Linked DNA regions of Zea mays: region 1 is linked to region 2. A link is a contact called in public Hi-C data. All regions are on one chromosome and are shown on one strand. Each heading gives the region's core, a stretch centred on a gene start, on an enhancer-like site or on the middle of the called end of the contact. The rest is flanking DNA. Distances are from core to core; before and after follow the strand shown.

Evidence for each region. A called contact is a pair of places that touch in the nucleus more often than the background predicts.
Region 1: a Hi-C map of ear shows a contact between it and region 2, with 1.9 times the contacts expected there. The contact joins the promoter of LOC118476021 here to the promoter of LOC542634 in region 2. A contact is called at or near these places in 2 of 25 Hi-C or Micro-C datasets (ear and tassel).

The regions. Positions count from the first base shown.
Region 1 is chr1:82,234,087-82,237,241 of Zm-B73-REFERENCE-NAM-5.0, reverse strand. LOC118476021 reads left to right here and starts at 1,763. Exons shown (of 9, transcript XM_035964038.1): 1 at 1,763-3,155. LOC541850 (glutathione S-transferase42) reads right to left here and starts at 1,084. Exons shown (of 2, transcript NM_001319764.2): 1 at 679-1,084; 2 at 1-559. The coding sequence starts at 1,002. The coding sequence ends at 167.
Region 2 is chr1:82,101,825-82,104,913 of Zm-B73-REFERENCE-NAM-5.0, reverse strand. LOC542634 (glutathione S-transferase GST 34) reads left to right here and starts at 1,392. Exons shown (of 2, transcript NM_001112159.1): 1 at 1,392-1,742; 2 at 1,876-2,390. The coding sequence starts at 1,419. The coding sequence ends at 2,229.

The DNA.
Region 1 (3,155 bases), core at 514-3,013, 130 kb before region 2:
GAAGTAACACACACATGCACGGCAACACTCACATCACATAAGCTGAACTAACGGCGAGACGGCAAAGCACAAAGCCGCGTTCCGATGCGTAGCTAGCATTATTTTTTCCTTTTTTTTTGTCACTATACGAAAACCTGAAACACATGACGGATACACCATGCCCTTTTCAGTTATTGCTTGCACCGGCGGCGGCCGCAGCCGCCAGACGTGCCATCAACGCCTTGCCGAACTCGAGCAGCCTGCCGACGTCGGGCATCACCGTCTGGACGGCATCCAGCGCGCCGAAGCGCTCCGACCACGCCGCCAGCAGCGGAGTCCGCTCGGGGTCGAAGGGCCTGACGCCGTGCAGCTCCTCCGACGCGCGCACCCACCCGAGCAGGCCGCCGAGCACGACGTCGACGTACCCGACGCTGTCCCCACCGAAGAAGGGCTTCCCTTGGCCGCCGCAGTCCCTCAGCGCGCCCTCCAGCGTCTCCACCGTCACGACCGACTGCTTCTTCCCCTCGGCCCTCTCCTCCTCCGTCTTGCCCATCGTCGACTGGTTCCAGGCGGGCAGCATCTGCGCGCAACGCGTGTGTATATACACGGTCGGTCAATTATACAAGAGCCCGAGCCTGCGCGCTGCGCGCCTCACGCAATCGATTGGAGAAGGACCTGAGGCCATGCGTGCGTACGTACCTTGTCGTCGATGTAGGCGGCCCAGAAGCGAGCGACGGCGCGCTCGTAGGGGTCGGCGGGGAGGAGGGACGGGCCGGTGCCGGCGAAGGCCTCGTCGATGTACTGCAGGATGACCTGCGACTCGCAGATGGGCTTGCCGCCGTGGATCAGCACGGGGACCTTCTGGTGCACGGGGTTGGACTTGAGCAGGAGCTCGCTCTTGTCCCTCAGATCCTCCTCCACGTTCTCGTAGCTCAGGCCCTTGAGGCTGAGCGCGAGCTTCACCCGCAGCACGTACGGGCTCGCCCACAGGCCCAGCAGCTTCAGGTCATCTCCTCCGGCCATTGCTGTAGTAGCTCTCTTCTTTTTTTTTCCGTTGGCTTAATTCTCTGCGGAGGGATGTGCCGGGGAGTCTATCTTCTTATATATGAAAAAAAAAACGCAGAGCATCCTCTGCAGCTGCTGAGATGCCACCTCTTTTGCTTGCTTTGATTGACTTCTAGCATGTAGCTCGAACGCTTATTTTTTTACAGACTGTTGGAACAATCTAGAGGGCTTTTATTGCTTGCACGAGGATCCAAGAAATCGGCAACATCACATGCCGGCAGGGCGGCAACCAATTTTATTTTTTTGTCAGCTGGCAATACTTCTGACGGCTGACAAGTGAGAAATTTGACATTGGTTCCATCGTCAACGAAACATTATCGACGTATTTCTTGCTTGTGGGGTTACCTCTAGATAGCAATAGAGGGAACCATAAATCAAGATTTACGAATCTTCGAGATCAACAAAAAATATTTGGAGTTGTTATTAGAGAGTATAAAAACCCTCCATAAATAATGGTATAACTCAGATTAGAGGTGCCGATGACGTGGATCTCAACCTTGAGAACTATTCTCCTTCTACCTCCACTTCTTCACTACGGGAGAGACAAACTTTGCCTAACGCTAAATATTTTACCGAGTATGAATTCACAGGCACTAGGCAAGTGTTACGCTCGGCAAAACAAGATACTAGACAAATCAGTCGTTTGCCGAGTATCCGCCACTAGGCAAAGCAAAACACTAGGCAAATCGAATGTTTGCCTAGTGCCAGACACTAGGCAAAAAAAACACTCGACAAATTGGGTGTTTGCCTAGTGCCAGACACTAGGCAAAGAAAACCACTTGATAAACTAGTGTCGTCATCTAACACCATCCACCAACCGTTAACGTTGCCGAGTATCTGACTTCGACACTCGGCAAAGAATGTCTCTTTGCCTAGTGTCGGACTAGAACACTAGGCAAAGAGGCACTTTACCTAGTGTCTTATTTTGACACTCGGTAAAATAATTTTTTTCTTTTCTTTCTGCTTCCAAACTTTTTATGATGTGTTTCTATAGCACTTAGAACTACATGTCAAGCTTTGGTAAATTTTTTGAAGTTTTTGCTATATTTACTCAATTTATTTCATTTAATTGAATTTCTTTTGATAATTCAAATTTGAACTGCAAGTCATTTGCATGATGGAAAAATGATATTCATGTTATTTATCATAATTTAAGACCTTATCGAGTAACAGACTATAAATTTTAAACATCATGTTCACGAAACATGACCACAAACTTACGATCCAGTTGTTTTTTAATTGTATAAAAATCAAACAAAGTCAGAAAATCATTAAACTTGTCGAGATGTCATGATATCATATGTGGAGGCTGTGATAAAAAGTTGACAAGGTTTCATACAAGTTTGACACGAATGATAGTTACCACCTAGTCGGCCTCTACATTAAATCATTAAACTTCTCTCTCAATTCTTTGGTTTGTAAGCATTGTACATAAAAACTTTTATGGAATATTGTCAAATTTTTATCATAGCCTCCACATATGGTATCATGACATCTCGACAAGTTTTATGATTTTCCGACTTCATTTGCTTTTTATGCAATTTAAAAACAACTAGACCACACGTTTGTGGTCAAGTTTTGTGAACATGATGTTCGAAATCTCTGGTATGTTACCGGATAAGGCCTCAAATTATACTAAATAACATGAATATCATTTTTCCATCTATTTTTCCATTATGCGAATGACTTGCAGTTCAAATTTAAATTATCAGACGAAATTCAATTAAATGAAATAAATTTACTAAATATAGCTAAACATTTTTAAAAATTATCAAAACTTTACATGTAATTCTAGGTGCTATAGAAACATATCATAAAAAGTTTGGAAGCAAAAAAGAAAATAAAAAAATATTTTACCGAGTGTCAAAAAAAGACACTAGGCAAAATGCCTCTTTGCCTAGTGTCCTGAACTGACACTAGGCAAAGTGTCTGTTTGCCTAGTTCCTGAACTGACACTAGGCAAAGTAAAAATGGGTATGTGCACAGACTAGTCGGCCAAGCACACCAGCTCCAGTTCACATCAGTGACAAGTGGGGTCACGACTCACGAAGCCTGGACTTGGGTGAGCGACCGGTCCAACCCTAGCATGGCGGTGGCGGCGGCGGCGGCGG
Region 2 (3,089 bases), core at 143-2,642:
TTACATTGTATCTATTTAATGTATTGAATCATTGAATACATTAATACCTTTGCCTTGGCAAAAGGTTGGATTCCAGAAGATGCGATTGCAATAACTCGAATGCGTGAACAGTAATGGAATACTGTTCACTATTTATAGGCACAGGACGCAGCCTGTGAGGAATTACAAGTAAGCCCCTTATAAAAACTTACAACATTGACTCAGACCTTTATGGACTAAAAGGTCATTCTATCTTTAAGTCGGTTTGCAATACCGAAGCTTCACAAAGAGGAACCTTCGGCCATTTTATACAAACAGCTTCCGTCGAAGACTGCTTCTCCCTGCAAGACCTTCGGCGACGAAGCATAGGCCCAACAGGAATTATTGCTCTCTGTCAAGGCAAAGGTATAAATGTAATCAAACACCATGTTTTAATATCTCAGTTTATAAGATAAAATGAGCTATTCTTAATATTCTTTAACGTTTTATATTTTATTCTGCGTTATTTTACTTCTAACTACGAATGTGAGACCTTTGTAGTTCATCATCTTTAACCTTCGTCCGAAGCTCATTAAATCCTCAGGGAAATAATACTTCAGCGGACAAAGGGTTTTAATATTTAACATTTTATGTTGCCTTGTTTTCAATTTATAGCATTTGAGAACAAGTCCCCAACAGGAAGTTAGTAGCTTCACGCCATCAGCTGACTAACTTCCTACGACTTACTGTAGCCCGTAGGAAGTTAGTTGGGCTGACTGTAGCCCATAAGAAGTTAGCGGCTTGTTTGACCACACGCTTGAGTTAGCATGTGAAAGCTAACTTCTTACAATTTTTATAAAACACCGTAGGAAGTTATGTTTATTTCCTAGAGCTACCAATTGCCTCTCGGAAGTTATTTATATTTTCTACGGTTTATTATAAAAGCTGTATGAAGTTAAAAAACCGTAGGAAGTTTTTGTTTTTGTGTAGTGCTTCTAGTCTAGTTCATAGAAAAGGAGAAAAATGTTCATTTTTTCTGTCAACTCTTTGTCTCTCTCTCTTCCTGTTTGATTAGGAAACGGTTGACTGACTGGCAAGGTGTACTGTTCTGAACTGGTCGACCGCACAAAATCCAGCACACAGCAGCTTCCTCATCTGGAAATGCAAGGTACGACGCTCAAAAAAGAGGCAGTTGTGTCCGGAGGAAGTAAAAATCCTCTAAGTACAGAGGATCCGCTCGCGTGTCCGGAACATGACGCACGCAAGGACGTCTAGAATCTCTAGATAGCCCGTGGAGAAAAAGGGAAAAGAACGAGCGAGAGCTCATATATCCACATGCAACTCGCAGCAAACTTGTCCTCAGGGTATATTTGTAGGTCACGATTCACGACGGAAACAGTAGTGCTGTCACCTGTCAGTAGAGCTCTCCCCTGGGCCAAGAACTCGATCCGAGCAAAAAAATGTCGGAGGCCGCCGTGCGAGTGATCGGCCTATGGCCGAGCCCGTTCGTGATCCGCGTCCTGATCGCGCTGAAGCTGAAGCATGTGGAGTACGAGTTCGTGGAGGAGGTGGTGGGCAGCAAGAGCGAGCTGCTGCTCGCGTCGAACCCGGTGCACAAGAAGATCCCCGTCCTGCTCCACCACGGCAAGCCCCTCTCCGAGTCCCTAATCATCGTTCAGTACATCGACGAGGTCTGGTCCTCCGGCGCGCCGGCGGCCATCCTCCCCGCCGACCCTTACGCGCGCGCTGTCCAGCGGTTCTGGGCGCAGTACGTCGACGACAAGGTAGCTAGCTAGTCGACTCGAACCGACCGACCGAGCTCTTCCTCTGATCGAGCACGCAATTCTGATCGGTTCTCCACAGAAATTTAGCAATGATGGTTTCCCGGCTGGCTGGTTGACGTGTACGTATACGCAGATGCACCCGGCGATCCGCGTACTGAAGGGAACGTACGACGGGGACAAGGAGCAGGCGGCGGGGCAGCTGTCCGCGGCCCTGCAGCTCCTGGAGGAGGCTTTCGCGCAGCTCGGCCAGGGGAAGCGCTACTTCGGCGGGGACAGCGTCGGGTACCTGGACATCGCCCTGGTGTCGCACGTCGGCTGGGTGAAGGCGGTGGAGAAGATCGCGGGGGTCACTCTGCTGGACGAGGCGAAGGTTCCCAACCTGGTGGCGTGGGCTGACCGGCTGTGCGCCCACCCGGCCGTGGTGGACGCGATCCCTGACGCCGACAAGTTCGTTGAGTTCAGCGTGACCTATGGGTCGTTCTCTTAATCCTATCAATGCTCCCAAAGTGAGCAAAATGGCTCCGCATTGCGCTTTGTGATTTTCACTGCGCATGTGCCGGTGCATGTCACCGTCAATAGCATGTAGTTTGTATACATGTCCTTCTGTGAAAATAAAGCTTTGCTGCCCGTCAAAGGGAAATCGACATATATATACACTAGTGGCTCGATCTGTATTCTTCAGTGCAAAGCTTACTGTTCTGAACTCGTACATTCCATTTCAGTTTCAAGGATAAAGTCCAGTTTAACAAAACAACAACACGACCGGGCGCATATGCCTAGGCTTCCTGCTGGCGGCAACATCGTGCGCATTCTCTCGCTGCTCCAGCGGCGCCGCTCATCTGCCAGCTGCGCGCCGGTAGCGGTCGTCCGCCTCAGCACCCGGCAGCACAAGCTGACGATGCTCCTCGTTGAACTCTCGCGTTCCTCTCATCTATAGATGTCCAAACAGCGCGGGTCGCCCGTTTGGCCCGTGACCCGACACGATTTTGGTCCGGTCCAAGCACGGTCCGGCACGGTTAATAACGGGTTCGGGTCGGCACGGCCCGTTAAGCGGGCCGGGTTTGGACGGCTACGAAGGCCCGCGTGCTATGGCCCGGCCCGGCACGAGCTGCAGGCCGGCACGGTGGCGGCCCGTAAGCCAGCCACAGACAGCCTAGCCCTGCGGTTGCACTCGAGGTTGACGACGACGCCGGCTGTTACTGTCGGCGGCAAGAAGTACGTACGTACACGGCTGCCACCTTCTTCGCTGTCGCCACGTCTGAAGTCTAAACAAAGTCGACGTACACGACCAGTCGATCGAGTGCTCTAGCCTGACTTGATTTGGTGGCTGCGCAGCAGAGAGCACGC